Linked DNA regions of Zea mays: region 1 is linked to region 2. A link is a contact called in public Hi-C data. All regions are on one chromosome and are shown on one strand. Each heading gives the region's core, a stretch centred on a gene start, on an enhancer-like site or on the middle of the called end of the contact. The rest is flanking DNA. Distances are from core to core; before and after follow the strand shown. Region 1 holds the start of CYP714B3 (Cytochrome P450 714B3). Region 2 holds the start of LOC100382084.

The links. Hi-C and Micro-C count contacts between places; a contact is called where the count stands out from the background.
Region 1: a Hi-C map of bundle sheath shows a contact between it and region 2, with 2.8 times the contacts expected there. The contact joins the promoter of CYP714B3 here to the promoter of LOC100382084 in region 2. A contact is called at or near these places in 3 of 25 Hi-C or Micro-C datasets (bundle sheath, ear and leaf).

What each region holds. Positions count from the first base shown.
Region 1 is chr1:54,822,711-54,825,847 of Zm-B73-REFERENCE-NAM-5.0, forward strand. It overlaps CYP714B3 (Cytochrome P450 714B3), which reads right to left and starts at 1,327. Exons shown (of 5, transcript NM_001397138.1): 1 at 789-1,327. The coding sequence starts at 1,107.
Region 2 is chr1:54,497,588-54,500,751 of Zm-B73-REFERENCE-NAM-5.0, forward strand. It overlaps LOC100382084, which reads left to right and starts at 1,595. Exons shown (of 8, transcript NM_001174847.1): 1 at 1,595-1,673.

The DNA of each region.
Region 1 (3,137 bases), core at 77-2,576, 320 kb after region 2:
TATGTGCACAAATCAACACCATCATTGCCGGGTCCTTGACAAGGATGGCACTCGGTGACAGAGAGAGTAAAGAAGTGGTGCGCGAGATTATTGTTGCTACTACTCGGTGTGGTGACATGCGGCCGCCGTATTCCTGTTGGCCTGTGGAGTGCCCCCAACAACTAACTTATTAGATGGCTCAATTATTGGGCTAGACATGTTACCAACACTCACCCATCTGTCTGCTGCTATCCTACTGGTTGGTCTTCTATCCCAAATTATGGGGGCTTGGATTACATGCCTAAAAGGCTGATGTTTGCCATCTAATTAAGTGTTGTTTTGTACTGCAAATTAAGGCGTTCAATGAACCAACGTTTTTTAGTCACCTTATCATCCCCAGAGTGTCGTCGGTCTCTAGTACTACTCGGTGTGGCTACCTACGATACTAGTGACAGAACACGTCCACTGAACTCAAGTAAAAGCTAACACAAGCCACTGACTCAGTACTGCTCTCATCCCAATTAATTACATCAGACAGATATACATATTGCGTATTTGTTTCATCAATCCGATTTCTTAAACTAGTGATTAATTGGCTCGTCCAGCTGGGAGCTAGAGCGGTGAAACATTTTAAGGTTATCAACAGCGGCAAGCGAGCAGAAGTGCAGAACGAGAGAGTAAAGCAAGCATCATAGCACACTTCAAACTAGCTAGGCATGGAGAAAGCCGTAGCACATGCGTGCCCCCCAGACACACACCAACAAATGCAGTGTGTATGAAAGCGTAGAAGGGCGAAGACACGTACGCACCGTACTCTTTCCTCCATTTCTCGTAGTAGGGCAGCACCGCCGGGCGGTAGTCGTGCACGATGCCGCCGCCACCGCCGCCGCCGCTGCCGCTACTGCGTGCCGACGCGCGCGCAGCCTTCGCAGCGGCGGCCGCCTCCCTCATGTCGGCGAGGTTGCCGTACGGGAACGACGGCCGCGGCCCGCCGATCTTCTGGTCCTCGAACTTGGCGAGGACCTTCTGCGGCACGAGCCAGAGGATGTGGTAGAGGTACACGGCGAGGCCGCACGCCCCCACGCAGCACAGGCTCAGCAGCACCTTCACGGCCATGGCCACCTCCATTATTATATAGCTTCGCGCGCGCTACGAGAGATGTGATCCTCGCTCCCCTCTCCCTGATGGCGTGAGACTTCCCACTCTTCTCTCTCTCTCTCTTGCTACGAACGAGCTATGAGTGCCAGGCCCAGGGGTTGATGAAGGTGGTGGTGGTATGTATATTGAGAGGTGAGGGTGGCCGGGTGGTGTCCCCAGCTGAGTGAGGAACTCGGCCACTCGGGGAAGGTTGCCAACTTTGACATAAAAGGCTCCCGAGTAAAGAAGCTTGGCGCTTGCAAGAGGGCCGGCCGCCACTCACATGTGCATCCTTCGAGCGGGTGGGCCGCAACACGATAAAATCCCCAAGTGTGCCCATGTTTACTCAGAGTTGATTTCCCAGCTTCTCGCCGTACATCAAAAGGGTTCAACCGTGATATGAACATAACTCGCTCATTCCAAATACAGTTAACTGTTTGGCTTCTGACTTGAGCCATATAGTAGAAAGCTCTCAAATTCACGGTCTTGTGCGATGGGAATTATAAACTTTGAACTTAAACTTTATCCGGGGTCAACGTTAAGAACGAGTAATAATGAAATCGGAATACGAAAGAGAGTTCTTCTTGTCATGAGTTGCTCAATCAATGGATAACGGATAACTTTTGGAGCTAAACTCAAAACGATTGCAAGCAAGAGAACTTAGAGAGGGGGGAGAAGAAGAATCAAATCGCAATACAAAATTAGCACAAAGACACGGGCGATTTGTTTTCCGAGGTTCGGTTCCAAAGAACCTACTCCCCGTTGAGGAGGCCACGTAGGTCGGATCTTTTTCAACCCTTTCCCATTCTCAAACTGTCACTTATATCGGTCGAGTGTTTGTCCTTAATCTCGAGGGTCACTTAGACCCCGCAAGGATCACCACACAATTAGGTGTCTCTTGCTAGCTTTACAAGAGAGAATTTAGAAAGAGAGGAAAAAAGCACGATCAAAACACCAAGCCAAAGAGCAACAAAATATCACAATGTCACACTCTTTTGTGTCTCTCCAAAGCACTAATCACAAATGATTCTCGAACACAATTATGGTACTTGGAGATGGATTTGATGCTTTGAGTGTGGATGGAGTGAAGTCTTTGCTCCTTGCAATGAATGTGAGTTGTGGAAGCTTGGTTGTATTGAATGGAGGTGGTTGGGGTTGAATTTATAGCCCTCAACCACTACATAGCCGTTACCAATTTCCTGCCACACGCGAACGGTATGTGCCCCTTGGCCGGACGGTCCATCCCTGCATATCAACGGTTAAAATCTCAATGGTCGGCAATAACGACTGTATCAATGTCTATAAGTGCATTAACTGCGTCATCAGATGTCAGATAAAGCAGTCGCAAACGGTCCGGCTGTGCACCCCAAACGGTCCGCGAGGACGCTAAAATGAATTTTATCAAACCCGACACCTTCGGGTTTTTTTGGGTTTTCAACGGGTGGACGGTCCGTGTCTCATGGCTGGATGGTCCGTACTTGGTCTCTGACAGTACTCATCTCACCTTCGGACAATTCGTAGTAGAGGTTCTGATATTTGCCTAGTTTTTGTTCGAGGTGTCGAGGACGGTCCATCGGAAGGGCCCGAACGGTCCGTGCATAGGTGATTTCTTCAAAAACTCTCATGTCTAGAATAATCTATGTTATTTAGGACAGTCGACTTAGAATTGAGATGAATAGACTTTTGCACCTGTGAAACAATTAACTAGGCAAACTAGTTAGTCCACAAGGTTGTGATGGTCATCAAGCACCAAAATCAATTTAGAGAAAATGGCAAAATCCCATTTCCCTTTCATATGGGAACAAGGGATCTTGTTCAAGAGTATCTGGTGTTTAAATTGTGGTCGTTAAGATTTGAGTGGGAGATGTCGAAGATGACTGAAAAGGATGCTTTGGATGCGGAGACTGGGCTAGTCGGACTTCGCTATAAGTATAAGTTTGAAGATGCGTTGGGGAGCCTTGTGATGAGCGATTAGGTTCTGTTGAGGCGAAGTGCAATGATATTCTTAGGAACTTTAGTAA
Region 2 (3,164 bases), core at 345-2,844:
TCTTTTCTGATGGATGGATGAATGGATCATGGTTCATGGATGACTGCTTGCCGATGTGGTGATGTCTGAAATCTAGATTGTTTGTGCTACCTGTTAGTACCTAGTTATCCCTTAATTAGGGATGGGACCTATTGGGGACCCGAAACCCGAATGAGGATGAGTATGGGATGAGTCTTGTACCCATGATGGATATGGGGATAGATCAAACATGATGGGGATGAGGATGGGTATGAGATACTATAACCGATGGAGAATTCCCCGTTGATATCTCTAGTTCTGTACTGTGGCTCGGAATGTTTTTTCACGAGCCATCTGAAGCCGTCCAAGCGCATCATAACGGCAAGAAATTCCATGGCGAGGCTTCATGGGTAGGGATGAAAACGTGACGGGAAATTCCCGTCCCATCCCGTTTCGAATACTGTTTTTTTCCGATCGTTTTCGAATTGTTCAAGAACCGATTAGAAACGGTACGAAAACGATTTAGCTAGTTTTTCGATCGTTTTCGTATTTTTCATTTTCGAGTCGTGCTAATACCGTTTTCTACCGTTTTATATAATATGAGATAGATCTAGCACATAATTTATTTAAGTTATAGACTTTTGTTGTGTTCAAGTGAATGAATACGCGAAAAACAAATGTTATAATTACTCTAACTATTATGAATGATGAAAAAGAGTTGTTTGTGTATTTCTAAATCTTAAAAATTAGGCAATACATCACTTTATTATGTTTTTGATAAAACTACAAAATAGTTATCTTTCCGACTATAGTTTATTGTTTTCGATCGTTTCCGAGTAACCGACACTTCCGATCCTGTATTGCGACCATTTGGTTTGGTTTTCGTTTTCGTTTTCGTCCCGACCAAAAAATATAAAAACAAAAACAATTTAGCTATTTTTTCGATCGTTTTTGACCGTTTTCATCCCTATTCATGGGCCTATACTGCTATACCCCACCATGCACCATGGTCCAGAGTCGAGAGAGGCAGAGGTGCGCTTCCCCGTGAGACTGTCTTCAACGGTGAACGCCTCCCTCCCCCCTCCCATTCTGTAGCGGCAACAGGATCCCCCTATACACTGCATCGGTTCCCCCTTCAATGCCCTCAATACCACAGCAGGCTTCTCTCTCCCTCTCCGTCAAGCGTGACGCTAAATCGTCCTCCCACCTCGCTGTTGTCATCGAGTGCACTGCCATGGACGTCATCGTCCCGCTCCATAGGTTGCCGCGCCACCGAGCAGAGAACCAGTAGTTGAGTTAGCTGTAGCGCAATGTATATTTTAGTAGCATGGTGGGATTTAGAGATATGGTATAGAGGAAACCATTGCAGAAGGTGAATATATAGGGGGAGAGAGGGTGATGATGTGGCATGGAAATAGGATATAGGGGGAAAAATTTAGGGGAAACCGCTGTAGACAGTCCCGGGCAACTGGTGGGTGTCGTCCTCCTCTTTGCGCAGCAGGTTCTCGCCTCCCCCTCCCCGCAGCTTCTCTCTCTCTCTCCCCCCCCCCCCCCCCCCCCCCCCCCCCCCCCCCCCCCCTCCCCGCCCCATCGTCGGCTAAAGGCGATCGTCCCACCCAGAATTTCCCCCCTCCCCCGCACCCCCCGCAAACATCCTAGCAGCCCTATCATCGCGCCGGTCCCGGCGGCCTGCCGGCCTCCTCGCACCCTCCCAGGTACACTCCGCACGCGGCTCCCCCCAGTTCTCTCAGCTCTCCCCGTCCAATCCAGTACAATCCACGCCGTCTCGATTGGCCGACGCCGCCAAGTCTGTGTGGGGTGCGATCGGCTCGCTGGGTGATCCTGATTGGAGTCGTGGATTCGTTGGGTCAGATGCAACAGGAGTGGAGGGGGATTACCTTTTTTTGTCGCGACTGCCGACTGGGGTCCGCGTATGCGGGTCGGGGTGGGGGGAGCGCACGTGGTTAGGGATTGTGAATTTGTGATCGCAGTACGAAAAGCTATGTCAGACTGGGTGGGGTAGACGAACCGGGGGTCATTTCAGGTCAATTATTAGGTGCTGTACTATGATAGCTTCAATCATCTTCGGATCTGCCATATCGTGCCATTCACTGGTGGAATATCTTGCTTACCTCAAGGGTTTTAAGTCTTAATCCAATAATCAGGGTCTTGTAGCCGTAGGGTTTATGTCCTAGCGCGCCCCCCATATATATACACACACACAGTAGACAGTACAATGCTCATGTGTTGCTGCGGCACACAAAAATAAATATTACACTTTATCTTTGCCAAAAAGCCTAGAATTGTCTGAGTTGAAAGGAGCCCTGGGTGGTTTTCACTGCCTATCTATGTGGTAATGGACCATTGATAGGGGGAGAGGAATAAACCTATGCGTTTCGCGTTTGATACAGGACGATCGTCAAAACTGGTGCTTTAAAGTAGTATATATATAGAATACGTATGTATGCATATGAGCCACCTGGTTCTGTTTAGCAACCAGATCCATAATTCAGAGGTTCAGGTGGACCCACGTATCATTCAATCAGTGGCAAATTTCCAACTGTATCATCTTACAGATTCTGTCCATAATAATATCAAATACCACATTAATTTGGATTTGTGATGAATTGATGATGAGATAGTAATTAGATACAAATACTACTGCCTTCTTTTGCAGCAGTAAGAGAGTTACTGTTATGAATAGGAATATTGTTAGGAGGACGGCATATATTTTTGTTGTGGGAGGTAGTTGAATGAGGCTCTAGACCTCAGTGCGGCTTAGGGCCAGTTTGGTAGAGGACTCCTTCCTGAATCCTGATGCTTCTTGATTCTGTGATGAGAGTGCTTCTGGTGGGGACCAAGGTGGGGAGCAGGGTAGGGAGTGATTCTAGATTGATTCTAGCAGTGGTTGAACAGAGAGCTATGGAGAATGTTTTTTAGCTCCCAGTTCGTAATAACGGAGAAGTGATTTGCATCAGCTCCTCACCAGAATCTAGTTGCATTTGAACTATTTCGTAGGGCTCTTAGGCTCTGTTTGTTTGAGCTGCAACTTTCTAAGCTTTTTTGAAAAGCTGCTGCTGGGCTTTTGATTCCGAGAAGCCAACGATAGCTTTTTAGTGATGTTATTACCTTCCTAGACTCAGTAAGCTATAGAAAGCCTATAAAATTAGGCTTCTCAGCTTCCCACATAAACTCAGCTTTTCTGA